2 separate regions of the Sus scrofa genome follow, and region 2 is linked to region 1. Evidence: chromatin contacts called from public Hi-C data. All regions are on one chromosome and are shown on one strand. The core of a region is the stretch at or near the end of the contact, and the rest is flanking DNA. Distances in the headings are between cores, read along the strand shown. Region 1 holds the start of AATF (protein AATF). Region 2 overlaps AATF (protein AATF).

Region 1 (6,473 bases), core at 1,983-4,482:
CAGCTTGGATTCAGTCCTTGGCCTGGTAACTTCCATATGCTGGTGTGGCCATTAAAATAAAAAAAAAAAGTACAGCTCTTAGAATCAGACTGCCTGGGAGTTCCTGTCATGGCTCAGCAGTTAACGAACCCGACTAGTATCCATGAGGACGTGGGTTTGATCCCTGGCTTCACTCAGTGGGTTAAGGATCTGGCATTGCCGTGATCTGTGGTGTAGGTCACAGATGAGGCTCGGATGCCGAGTTGCTGTGGTTGTGGTGTAAGCCAGCAGCTACAGTGCCAATTGGCCCCCTAGTCTGGGAACCTCCATATGCTGCAGGTACAGCCCTAAAAAAGACAAAAAGACCAAAAAAAAAAAAAAAAAAAAAAATCAGACTGCCTTACTTGAGGGCCGGCCTGCACTTACTAGCTATCTGACCTTGAGCAAGCTATTTCACATCCCCTCAATTTCCTTATTTGGAGACAAACAGTACCAACCTCACAGGGCTATGAGGAGGATTAAATGAGATGTTACCTATAATGATAATGGTGATAATATTTTCTGACAAGTTACCACGCCCCAGGCTCTTAGAACTTCAAGAGTTGCCACAGTGCCTGATACATGGTGAGCTCAATAAATAGTATATTGGTCTCAGGATTGGTCTGTTTATCAGTCTCTAAGCAAAGAATATGAAATAAGCTTATCATGTGGGAGCCCCCAGAACTGTATCAAGGACTAAATCATGGATATCCTAACATGAATGACTGTTTCTTTTATATTATCTGTGGATTCTCAACATGGTACCTCTGACCTCTCTAAAGGAAAACAAATGGCATCCACTCAATAACCACCAAAGCCGGCCCTTTCCTCCACTCTAAGAAACTCACAATCCTTAAAACTATAAGCTCACATCCTCCTAACTCTTGCAGAGAACAGGAAAGCGCTATGAAATTTTTACAACGGCAAAAAATGAGTGTCACAAATTACAGTGACTGAGCAAAAAGTGAAAAATCAAAGGAAAAGGGTCAAAATTCATGAGCAGCATGTTCATCAGAAACAATGCAATTCAGGAGTTCCCTGTGGTGCAGTGGGTTAAGGATCTGATGGTGTCGCTGCAGCAGTTCAGGTTACTGCAGTGACGCAGGTTTGATCCCTGGGCCAGGAACTTCCATGTGCCTCGGGCATGGCAAAAAACAAACAAACAAAAAAAAGTATACCAATTTAAGAGCTCCAGATTTTAGATTCCTTATGAAGTGAAATTAAGTACTTAGAAGGGCTCTTTCTAATGCCAAACCAATGGTTTCTCCTAAGATAATAGGTAGGACATCCAGTTTTGCAGAGATCATTAAAAAAAATTTTAACCTAATAAATTAGGAAAGAAAGCAAATGTCTACTCACCAGATGAACCTGGCAGAGTCTGCTCCCAATGGTCTTCCTTCCAAGCTTTTCTAGAGGTGGTCTTGCCAGAATACCTCTTGTCTGTATCCAAGAAGGAGGCTGATGCCAGCTTTCTAATGGTACCCACCACGGGGAAATCGCCTTCCCCATCGTCCCCTTCATCAAACCTGTCAATCACTCTGGCAGCAGTGGCTGTGGGGAAGGGGAGGAAAGTAATCAGAATCTTCAGATTAGAAGGAACTTTAACGGTAACACTGGGTAACACTGCCGAGGCTTTGAATTCATACTTGAATGTCCTCTACAAAATCCCCACCATGGGAGTTCTCGTGTCTCCGTAGGTTACAAACCCAACTGAAGCCCATGAGGATGCTGGTTCAATCCCTGGCCTCGCTCCGTGGTTTAAGGATCCAGCATTGCCACAAGCTGCAGTGTAGGCCGGCAGCTAAAACTACGATTTGACCCCTAGCTTGGGAACTTCCATATGCCACAGGTGTGGCCCTAAAAAGAGAAGAAAAAAAAAAGTCCCCACCATGAGTTTCCATTGTGGTTCAGCAGGTTAAGGACCTTACCAAAAGCTGGGGGGTGGGGTAGGCAAAGATCGCAGATTCAGCCCCAGCCGAATGTTGCCGTGGCTGTGGCGTGTTTGCCTGCAACTCACATTTGACCTCTAGCCCAGGAACTTCTATATGCCACAGGTGTGGCCACTTTAAAAAAAGCCGCCAAGTTCCAAGAACAGCAAAGTCATTACCTCCCAAGGCAGACCACTTACTCTCCTGCTGCTGTTCCAGAACAAAAAGCTGACTCTCTGCATCTACTAGAAGGATTATTTCCATGTTTTGGATCATAGAAAACTGGTCTAATTCCTCTTTCATCTGTGACTGTCGCTCAAATATTTTAAGTCGGCCATCATCATGTTCTATCTTCACTTCAGCCCATCCCTCAGGGAGTTTGCTTATCCTAGCTAAACAGCCCCAGTTCCTTCAACTGCTTACTTCTAAGACACGGTCCAGCACTCACATTTATCCCTCCTTATTCCCCCTTCCTCACACTTCTCTGACTCAAGCCTAAAGCAGGATTAGACCTTGAACCTCATCTTACAGAACAGCAGCCTTATTCGTCAGCAGCTAAGCAAGTGTGTTGAGGACTAAAAAGGCTTAAATGGCACCACAGAAGCCTACTTCTTCCTTCATCCTCCAAGTAAGTTCTCAGGGGCAGGCAGAGTTGGAAAAAAAAGGGGGGGGGGGAATGAGACTTCCTTCTCCTCATTTCTAATGCAGTGCCATTAAAGACATCCTTAAAGATAACTTCCAACCTGCTACCAGACTCTGGCTCCCTGCTACAGCCCTGCACCAACAGTGAACCGAAGCCTGAGTCCTCCGGATGCTCCGCCCACAGGAGCACCAAGTCTAGAGTGAGCGTCAGGATCCCGAAACCCTCCTCCCCAGACCCGGGGGACACTCTCTGGGAGGCAGTTTTCCTCTGCGCAAGAGGAAACAGAGAAGGCTTGGCGGCGGGGGCCCAGCAGCTGGCCCTTCACACGCCGCCCAGGTCCGCACCCGGCACGGCCCACACACAGCTCCGCACGTGGTCTTGCCCCGGTCAGGCCTCACCCTCCTCCGGGTCCGCTTCAGGATCCGCTTCGCGCGGTCGCGGGTTCAACAACTGTTCCAGCTGTAGCGCCAGAGGCTGCGGCCCCGCCATGGTCACCAGGTCTCGCCCGCGCCGCGCTCGTGAATGTCGCCCTCTCCCTGCCGGGTCCTCCTGCCGGAGACTGCTCCCCAGCACAGCCAGGGACGCTCGGAGCCGGGCGCCCAGCTCCGGATCGGCAACTTCCGGGAGACTCGCGGGAGGGGGCGGGACTTTGTGCGTCACTACGGGCGTTGCTAGGATGAAAGCGGAAACGCCCGGAAGGCTGACGCGCGTGCGCGTGCGCCGAGGGGGCGTGTTGGGCAGCGCGGGAGCGAGCGGGAGCGAGCGAGAGCACGTGGCCGCCGCTGGCGCTGAGCCGAGACTGCGATGCGCGGTGTTTTTTTTGAGTAAAGTACGCTTGAAGATTTGTCTGAGATTGGCTAAAAAGTAAAGAATAGTGTAGCCGCGACCCTTGGTGGCTGATTTAGGGAGGAGGAGTAAAGAGTGAGCGCCTCGAGCTTCACGCGTGCTTTAGGGCACGCACAGACTAGAATCAAAAGCAGGTTTGGCATTTCATAATTTGGAGGAGTTTGGGGTCGGGCACACGCCCCTGACCCCGCGGTGGCCATGACTTGGAAATCCTGCCTCAGGGATGGGCTTGCGTAGCTGTGCAGTGGACTGCTGCATCCTTATTAATAAGAATAATAGAAGTCACTATGGCTGTGAATAAATAAAGGTCGATTCTGTAGCTTCTCCAGAGGAGCCTTGTCTGGGTAGGGAAATGGGGGTGGAGTGGAGATTACTCGTGCACACCAAAAGGTATTAATATCCTTGCTGTTCTTCAAAGATGAGGGCACACTCAGATGCTTGAAACTGGCGCACAAAAGCGGAAAAACTCAGATCTACAGTTCAAGGGGCACAGGTAGAGTCAAATATAAAGACCAAAGAAGAAACGGTAGCCAAGCACATGGAAAGATAAAATCCCTTCACATCCTCTTTCCCTCTTCAAACATTCCTTGACTGCCCACTATGTGGCAGGCGCTGTTAGATGAGATAGAGATGAGTAAGTGATTCTCTCCTGGTGGTGATCAGCCTAGGGGGCCAAACAAGTAAACAGAAACTGCAAAAAGGATTGATGAGGGTAAGTATAAAGTGGTCTGTCTTTCCAGGATCTGTTTGAGGTCACCTGTAAGGACCTAGAAGCCCCTAAACAGAAACTCCCTCAAAAGGATCCAGGAGACAGGGTTAGGGATACCCTATGCCCTGCTTGGGAAAAGCTCAGGCTAATTGGATCCCACAGCTGAACCGCCTGGGAAACCTTCCGTTCTCCAGTGTCTCCTGTGGAACCCAAGGGAACTGAAGGTCCCTGACTTCCCCAGTCTTCATAGGTCCCCATTGTTGAGAGCAAGAAGAGACCACTTGTCCTATGTCCCCTGTCTAGGAGGCTGCAGGGGGGAAGGAAGGCTCTCAGGGTAGACACCCTCAGACATGGAAGGGAAAGAATTCCAGGCTCGGATGGGGGGGTACCCTAGGCAGGGGACTGGGGTGAAGGAAAGTGTTTTGTTTTGGTTTGGATTTTTACCATCTGCAATAGAATTCAGTCCAGAAAAGAGCTCTTAAACAAATAAAATGGAACAAACAAACATATCCCTTGTAATTGCAGCCTGGTGCCCACGTCTGGGGCCTCCAGAGCAAAAGCATGACCATGCTGGGACAGCCATCACCCTTGGCTTCAAAGGACCAAAATGTTTTCCTCACCCCAGATTTAGGAAACTACTTCCCCCAGCCCTCTTCCCTCCCTATTTTGGACGCTAATACAGGAACCTGGCCTTGGGGTAAAGAAAAGGGAGAAAAGAAGGAGGGAGGTGAGGCAGGGCAGAAACAGCCTCTAAGCTGTCATGCAAACAGGGCACTGCTGGATGATTCTGGGCAGAAAATGCCTGCTTCCCTACCCTCCAGTCTCTGTCCTGGTGCCCACTGATTTGGGAAGCCTTTTGAGGACAAAAATCACACACATCCCAGGGCCCCTCAAAATGCTTCCCCTGCTTGCTCACCCATACTGAGGGTAGAGAGGGGATTCAGTGATCAGAGGAAAGGAGGGGTTCTAGGACTTTAGATGCAGCTGAGAAAAGCTGAGGCACAGGCAGAAGGGTAATCTTCTAAATCCCCTCTCTGGGGAGCCCTCCCTACTTGATTATAAGTTTTTGGAGAAGGGAGGAGGGGTTTCCTGATGGGATGGGCTATTTCTAAGACTCTACCTCCTAGAAGAAATGTAAACCTGGACCGCCCTAGTGATGTGAGCAGATGAGATGAGGAGGAGGAAGGGAATAAATGGGAGATGTTCCTAAAACAACGTCAGAAGGTCAGAGGGTCTCCCAATTCACAGTCCCTCCGCCTGCTGCCTGAGGGCTGCATAACAGCGGACAGATGTCAGAATAGCAGAGGATGGGGCAGGGGTGACATTACCACCTCTCCCCACATTGTCTGTTCACATGACCGGGACTTTGAAGAGTTTAGAGAAGTCAGGTTCTTACCTTTCTCTCTTCTCCCTTCAGAGATACTATGAACCCCCTCGTCCCAGACTCCTGCCAATCCCTATCCTGGCTCTCCAAGCATCAGCCTCCACCACCTGGTCTCGCCCTAAAGCAGTTCCCACTTTCCTCCAACCTGGAAAAGAGAGGTGGGTAAGTTTGGCCTTGTCCAGGGCAGATAGCAGCTCCCAGCTGCTGGAACCCTGGGGACAGGTGGCTAGAGGCACAGAGGTGACGGCTTTAAGATGGCCGCAGGGAGAAACCAAGCTGCCAAGCCCAGGACCGCAGAGGAGACTGCACTCTGGGGTGGAGGGGAGCTGCCGGACTGGGCTTTCCCCTCCAGCCCCTACGCCTCTCCTGGGAGCTCCCAGTGCGCTGTGGGGATAGGGCAGTGCTCCTGTGCACCTCAGGGCCAGAGGTGGACGGCACAGCTCTGACATTTCTAGACCTCCTCCTCTCTGGAAGCTCCAAATTTGACTGCTAAACTTTGCCACCTGACCAGGATTCGTCGGTGTTCTGGATCCAAGGGGGAAAGGCTGAGCGGTTGCCACAAAGTCAGAAGAACTGAGTCCACCCGAGCACCCAACTCTAAAATGCTTCCTATCAAGAACCGGATCCCACAATAAAGGTGCTAAATAATTCAACGAGCTTGATAGGAAAATGCAGCTTCCCAATGAGCCTACGTTCAGTTAAATGAATGTCTCTTAAAGGAGCCTGGCTATAATGAATAAGTTGGCTATGATTTAATGTATATAAATGCTAAAAGGGCAAAAACAAGCTGATCTGGGGATTGCATACAACGCACATAAAGAAATGTGCTGCATGCCGAGGCTAGGAGTTTCAAAATTCGCCCTTGTTATTTCATAAATTTGGATTTCTGAAAGAATATCATAAAATTCCTCTGATTGTCCTCCCATTGGATAAGCTGTCATGTGG
Region 2 (6,473 bases), core at 2,052-4,551, 91 kb before region 1:
ATGGTGAGGAAGGCAGTGCAAGTGAAGAGACAGAAATACGCCTTGTTGGGGGGGGGGGTGTCATTTACTCAGAATGACATAAAAGAATAATGAGAGCAGAAAATCCAGAATTCCTGAATGCAGCCGAAAGGTCAGCATGTAAACTCCCTCACTTTCCTCCCAACACCGCCAGCAACAAAAAGTGCATCACAGCCTTTACTTCTGAAGTGCCATCACAATTTCATACCCCAAAATAATACACACAAAACCAAGGAAGGTGAAAAGAGAAGAAAGCAGCCTTCTCTTCCCAAGGACTTTTTTCTTAACAGGATCAAGTCAGCAAAGTAACAGGGACTCAAAGAATGCCTTCACCTATTACTAATTACCTAGATCTGGGTACAAACAAATCTCCCATCAGAACCTGGCTGAACGCTTCACAAGCTCTGAAAGAGCCAATTGCAGCTGCCTGAACCTGCCACAAGGTGGCAGCACACGATGCATTTCTAAGCGGACTGGGCAACCAGGAGGCTCCCCATAAACTGTGGCCATAAATTACCTAGTGCGTCTGCCCCCCATCGTCATCCTCCCCAGTGCTTGAAGGAGACTCTGGAAGGTCTCTTCCAATTCGCTCCTTTGGTCAGGTCAGAACTAGGTCCTTCAAACCTCTGCAAATGCTTTTAGCCCCAGAGCTTTAAATTACAGATGGTGACATGTGGCCTCTGGCCTGTCTCCTAAAGATCAGACAGACTCGAGATTTATAAATGTTCAAAGACGCAGGTTCAGGCCCCAAACAAAGGACCTGAACGGCTGGGGAGAGGAAGGAGAGGGGAGAGGGAACGAGGGGTGAATCTGCAAAGGTTTTCTCCCCACCCGTGCTCCCTCCTCGTGCCCAAACCAGTTACAAATTCACTCCACTTATACATGGAAGAGAAATACTTGAAACCTCCATCATCCTACCACTAGCTTCAAGTCTTTCAAATTCTTTTAAAGAAAAATAATTTACCTTGGTGGACTTGTACAAAAAAAGGAGGGGGGGCGACTCTCGACAACAGGGATGTCACCTCCCCCCGTGCATTAATATTCCATATTCCCAGGATGATTTCCACTTTCACAGTTTGACTGTTTTATAACAGATTTGATGCGAGAGAAGACAAATGGCCTCGCGAAGGAAAGACGACAAATCATTCACCGCTTTTAGCAGGGTTTTCTCTTTATTTTTATTTATTTTGATTCTGTGGCTGGGCTGTGGAGCTCTCCCTGCCTTGCTGGAGATGTTTAATATTAACGTCAAGCCACCACGATCCTGGCAATAGAGTTGGCCGGTGCCGTGTTTACGGCTTTGTGACTGCTGGCTTCAGGAAGATGAAGCTCCTTGTTCAAACAGCAGCCCCTCTAACAGCTCCTGTTAAAAGCCCGGGGATGCTTCACTGCTTAGACGTGAATCACTTCCTCCGACTGCACGGAGGGGAGGCTGACACTGAGTTACATTTGTAGCCCTATCAGGACTGCGGCCCGACTGCCCAGGGCTGGGGGCGGCCGAGGATGACGCTTCCCTCAGCTCCAGCTTAACGGCTACTTTTTAGGGGGTCAAAACACACAGAATTAATGAACGCGTTTGTCTTCGACCCACAGAGTTTCAGCAAAGCATGCGTTACTTCCAGTGAAAAGCTGGAGGACTGACTTTACCAAAAGCCCCACTAACACTGGCAGGACACGAAGGTCCCTTCGGGGCCCTCGGAGCAGGTGCTGTCGGCCCCCCCCCACGCGCCCCAGGTGCAACCACCTCGAATTGTTTGGGCTCCACCCTCTTGGTCTTTCCCATCTTCCTTCCACATCCCCCTCCCCGCCCCCGGCTTCTGCTCTCGGCCCTCCTCCCTCCTCTTCTCTCGGGACGCCTCCCCTGGCCAACTCCTCCTGGCCCCAGGTCTGCCCATCTCCTCGGTGGGAAGGACGCCCGCACCCTCGCCCAGGCGGAGCCTCCAAGCCAATAAACTGACCCCCACCAGGCCCTGTAAAGCTGTTCACCTAAACTACCTTTGTTAATGGCAGCAAATTCTCTGTCATTCAGGCCCCACACCTACCTGTTTAATGGCAGGAAGCTACAGGTATCAGTACCACACTGTCTGATTAAAATATAAAATCACCCTGAGATCGGGCTCTTGTCTGGACAGATTACTTACATTAATTGATAAATGCCAATTGATGCCCTACACCTGTCAATTTCTTTATTTTTAAAGGTTTCCTTCAAAGCCCTTCCCCCTCCCCTCTGTAAATCAGAGAGAAACGGGGGGGGGGGGGCACGGGGCAGGGGGCGGGGGGAATGGAGTTTTATCCAGACACCTGCTAGGCACCTTCCCAGGAGCAGTGACCAGGGGCCCTCGGCTTCCAGATGTCTGCAACTGGGCACCTCCCCAGCCACCCGCCTCAGTTCACCAACCAGACAGTGAAGTCAGAGGTCCCTGACGTCCACCAGTTACAGGACTGGTTTTTAAAAGCCTGACTGCTAAGTGCAGAATGAGTGGTTTGCATTTCTGCCCCTGGAAGCTGGTGAGTCTGTTTTGTTGCAGGGCTGCGCCTCCCCTGCAGGATGGAGAGGTGGACGAGGAGGCCGAGTGCTGCCAAGTGCGTGGTGGAGAAAATGTGTATTGATTTCTTCTTTCTTATAAGGGAGCACAAAGCATTGAAGAACAATTGCTCCTCTTTGCAGCATTTCACATTCCACACCAGACAAAAGGCCCAACCCCCACCAGCCTCCAGAAGCAGAAAGGGGAAGGGGCCAGGAGTAGCTTCTACGTGTCAGGGCCGCCCACTGCGGGACGCCCAGCACCCCGGGGCCTCCCCTGCCCCTGACCAAGTAATTTCCCTCTCTGGGCCAATGTTTCCTCATCTATATTGGAGAAGAAAGAGCCTTCAGTCTTATTTACCTTTTAAGTGGAGGTGCCCAGAGGGTAGAAGAGCTAATGTTTATAAAGCGGCCTGCTCCCCAGAGGGAGACAGAGGATAAACACACAGGGTGTGGGGATGGCTCTGCAGGACTCGCTTCCAGGGCCGTCACTAACAGCTTTTCCCCTTACGAGTGCCCGACTCCCCGAAGTACAATGAGGCGATGCCCTTTATCTCCACACCCCTTTTTGGTTTGACACTTGATACCAACACGAGAAACAACAAAGGTAACCAGGGACTACGATGCCTTGTTAATGCACAGGCAGGAGCCATTCCAGAACTGCTTTCTTAAACCAAACCCTGAAAGCAGTCCAAAGAAACTGACCTAAAACTAGAACTGCTCATCACAGAGCCCTGTCCAAATACTCCACGTTTCCACAGTAACCAGTACTGAGCAGAAGGGCCGCTGGAAACCATAGCCAGTAGGGTTACTGGGCAGGAGAGAACCTACAGTAGCACCAAGTTTGCCACATACACACTTTGGAAATGGTGGAAATACAAGAGTGTTCTTGAAAGAGCCTGTCCCAGGGTTCATCCTAAGTAAAAAGACCTCAGAAATCCTCTAGGTAAAGGACTAGGAACGAGAAGGCCCAAAGCTGGACTCTGTCTCTGCGGCTTTGCCTGTGTGGCTGAGAGTGAAGAATGGAACACGGAGCTGGCCCATCAGGCGGTACAACGTCCCTGCGTGGAGACAGGGTCCCCAGAGAATGGGGGCAAAAGCCGGTGGGGAAACGGCTGCATACGAAGTGCTGTGGGGACAGAGCGAAGTGTAGACGGTCCTCGGCTCACCATGGCTCAAAAGTTTTCGACTTTATGACAGTACAAAAGCAATGCGCACTTAGGAGAAACTGGACTTAGAATTATGAACTGTGACCTCTCCCTGGGCTGGCGAGGTGCCCGAGATCCTCACCACTGACACGGGGCAGCTCCCAGGCAGCCAGGTGACCTCGGAGCAGGCGGGCAAGAGACACACGGACAACCCTTCTGTGGCTCACTTTCAGGATAGTATCCAATCAACGACATGCGACACTCAACACTTGATTATGCAACAGGCTTTGTGCTGGCTGCAGTTCTGCCTAACTCTTCTGAGCAGTTTAAGGTGGGCTGGGTTCAGCCGGGATGGCAGAAGGCTAGGTGTATGAAATGCATTTTCAACCTGTGATATTTTCAACTTACGGTGGGTTTATAGAGCTGTAACCCACTGTAAGTCCATGAAAACCTGTGAATTAAAGGAGTTAGATGACTTGCAGAGGTTTTTGTAAAAGGCAAGAAGGCTTTGGAAAAGGACTGTTTTCAAAAATAATCTTACTAGCAAATTCTTATTAAGTAACAGACTCATGAGCTGAAGGCCTTTAAAGGCATTTCAGACAGAAGACCTACAGCCAGCTCTTCTCAGGTCTGCACAGAAACGGGGACGTCTGTGTTGCAGACCAGACAATGTCATAATATGTACGCATGTGAAAACCGAAGTTTTGTTTAATCAATTATCTGTAAAGATATCATTAAAACAGTCCAACTCAGAAATAAAAAATTACAAAGAACATTCCATTCTCAAGACTCTAATGAGCAGTCTGATGGAAGGACTATCTATTTTCGCTTTATAAAGAAGAGAGAGGATTTCTTCGCGGTCACACTGCCTGGGGGCTGGGGAAGAACAGGTGAGGATCTGGAGTCCGTTCTCTAGCTTAGAAGAGGCTGACATCAACCAGGAAACTCCTTGATTCTTTTATTCTTTTGACCGCACCCATGGCACGTGAAGTTCCCAGGCCAGGGATCGAATTCTGCATTGACAATGCTGGATCCTGAACCCACTGCACGTAAGAAAATTCCAGAAAAGACTTTAAATAAATTATTTTGCAAATGATACCTGTGCTACAAAAATGCAATATAATAAGGAAGGCAAGATACAACTGGAACCAAAATATATTATTCCACATGTATGAACACAAAACCTCAATAATACCAAATACAGGATTATAGTAAACATACACAATCTACTCTGACTTATAAATTAAGCATTCTTAGCAAAAAAAAAAAAAAAAACCCTAGTAAGTATGTTGGTGATCGGTAATAAGTACTTTTAGAGAGGAACAAATAAAGCAGGGATGAAAGAGCCTACTCGGTGGGGGATGGGGAACCATCAGAGTCTCCCTGGAAAGGCTGGTATGAACCAAGGACTAGGAACCCCAAGACAGGAAAGCACTGGAGTGTGTAGGAGAGGTGGGGTGGGGAGGGAGGGGGAGATGGGATAGGGGAGGTGGGGTAAGGGAGATAAGGTGGGAGGGGCAGGGGCAAGAGACACTAGCGGGAGGAGCAGGGAGTGTGTCCCAGGACATGGCAGGGGGGGCGCCTAGCCCACGGGACAGCACAAAGGGCCTGCACATCAAACCAGGTGATGAGGAAAGAAAGGCAGCAGGACGACAAGTCCCTGCAGGCCTCGAGTGGCAGGTTCCAGTAGTCTGAGGGCAACGAGGAAGAGCATGCTCTAAGTGCTCTCTTAGGAAGGGGTAACCTGGCAACGACATCTGGAACGAATTAGATAGACTAGTGGTTCTGAGGCTGTGGTGTAACAGAGGACGTGGGAAGTGAAATAAATCTAGGCCCAAAAAGAAGCAGTAAGGGGAGTTCCCCTTCTGGCTCAGTGGTTAACGAATCTGACTAGGAACCATGAGGTTGTGGGTTCGATCCCTGGCCTCACTCCCTTGGTTAAGGACCCGGTGTTGCCATGAGCTGTGGTGTAGGTTACAGACACGGCTTGGATCTGGCGTTGCTGTGGCTGTGGTGTAGGCTGGCAGCTACAGCTCTGATTAGACCCCTAGCCTGGGAACCTCCATATCCTGCAAGTGCAGCCCTAAAAGGACAAAAGACCAAAAAAAAAAAAAAAAAAAAAAAAGAGCAGGTCTGGAAATTCAGTGATTCACACTAAAATGTGAAAAGCATTTTTACTATAATAACAAGAAAAAACTGTTTTAATCCAAGTAAGTTTTCTCCCTCCCAAGCAAGTTCTGAATGGTGAGAAAGACCCTGTATATGCGTGTTGGGGGTGGAGGGGGCTTCCCTTTGTACATTATTGCCACATATTTCTGAAAGCCTGCTGCTTTCTTGGAAACAATGGCAGGGGTCAGGAGCGCATTCCCAGATGCATATACTAGCTCTGCTACAAACTTGCTGTTTATCTTGGGCAAGTTACAAATTGTTCCATGTCTCTCTACTCTTTATTTATTTTTATTTTTATTTGTTTTCCCCAGGCTGCCCCTGCAGCATATGGAAGTTCCCAGGCTAGGGATCAAATCCGAGCTGCAGCTGTGGTCTACCTCACAGCCACTGCAACACCAAGCTGCATCTACAACCTACGCCTCAGCTCTCAGCAATGCCAGATTCTTTTTTTTTTTTTTTTTTTTTTTGCCTTTGCTAGGGCTGCTTCCCGCAGCATATGGAGGTTCCCAGGCTAGGGGTCTAATCGGAGCTGTAGCCACTGGCCTACGCCAGAGCCACAGCAACGCGGGACCCGAGCCGCGTCTGCAACCTACACCACAGCTCACGGCAACGCC

The links. Hi-C and Micro-C count contacts between places; a contact is called where the count stands out from the background.
Region 2: a contact with region 1 is called in a Hi-C map of liver, with 7 times the contacts expected there. The contact joins the enhancer-like site here to the promoter of AATF in region 1. A contact is called at or near these places in 2 of 5 promoter capture datasets (fetal liver and liver), 4 of 47 Hi-C or Micro-C datasets (embryonic fibroblasts, fetal heart ventricle, liver and 1 more) and 1 of 2 datasets of contacts at active chromatin or transcription factors (alveolar macrophages).

Annotation. Positions count from the first base shown.
Region 1 is chr12:38,458,568-38,465,040 of Sscrofa11.1, reverse strand. It overlaps AATF (protein AATF), which reads right to left and starts at 3,232. Exons shown (of 12, transcript XM_003131707.4): 1 at 2,988-3,232; 2 at 1,378-1,569. The coding sequence starts at 3,078.
Region 2 is chr12:38,550,114-38,556,586 of Sscrofa11.1, reverse strand. The region is part of intron 11 of AATF (protein AATF); the gene reads right to left. Among named protein-coding and RNA genes, the nearest start is that of AATF, 92 kb to the right of the region's middle. Within about 2 kb of position 3,301, at least 6 of the 83 cell types and tissues checked have an H3K27ac peak or open chromatin away from gene starts, as enhancers often do. A contact at or near this core is called in fetal liver and liver, where this site is marked.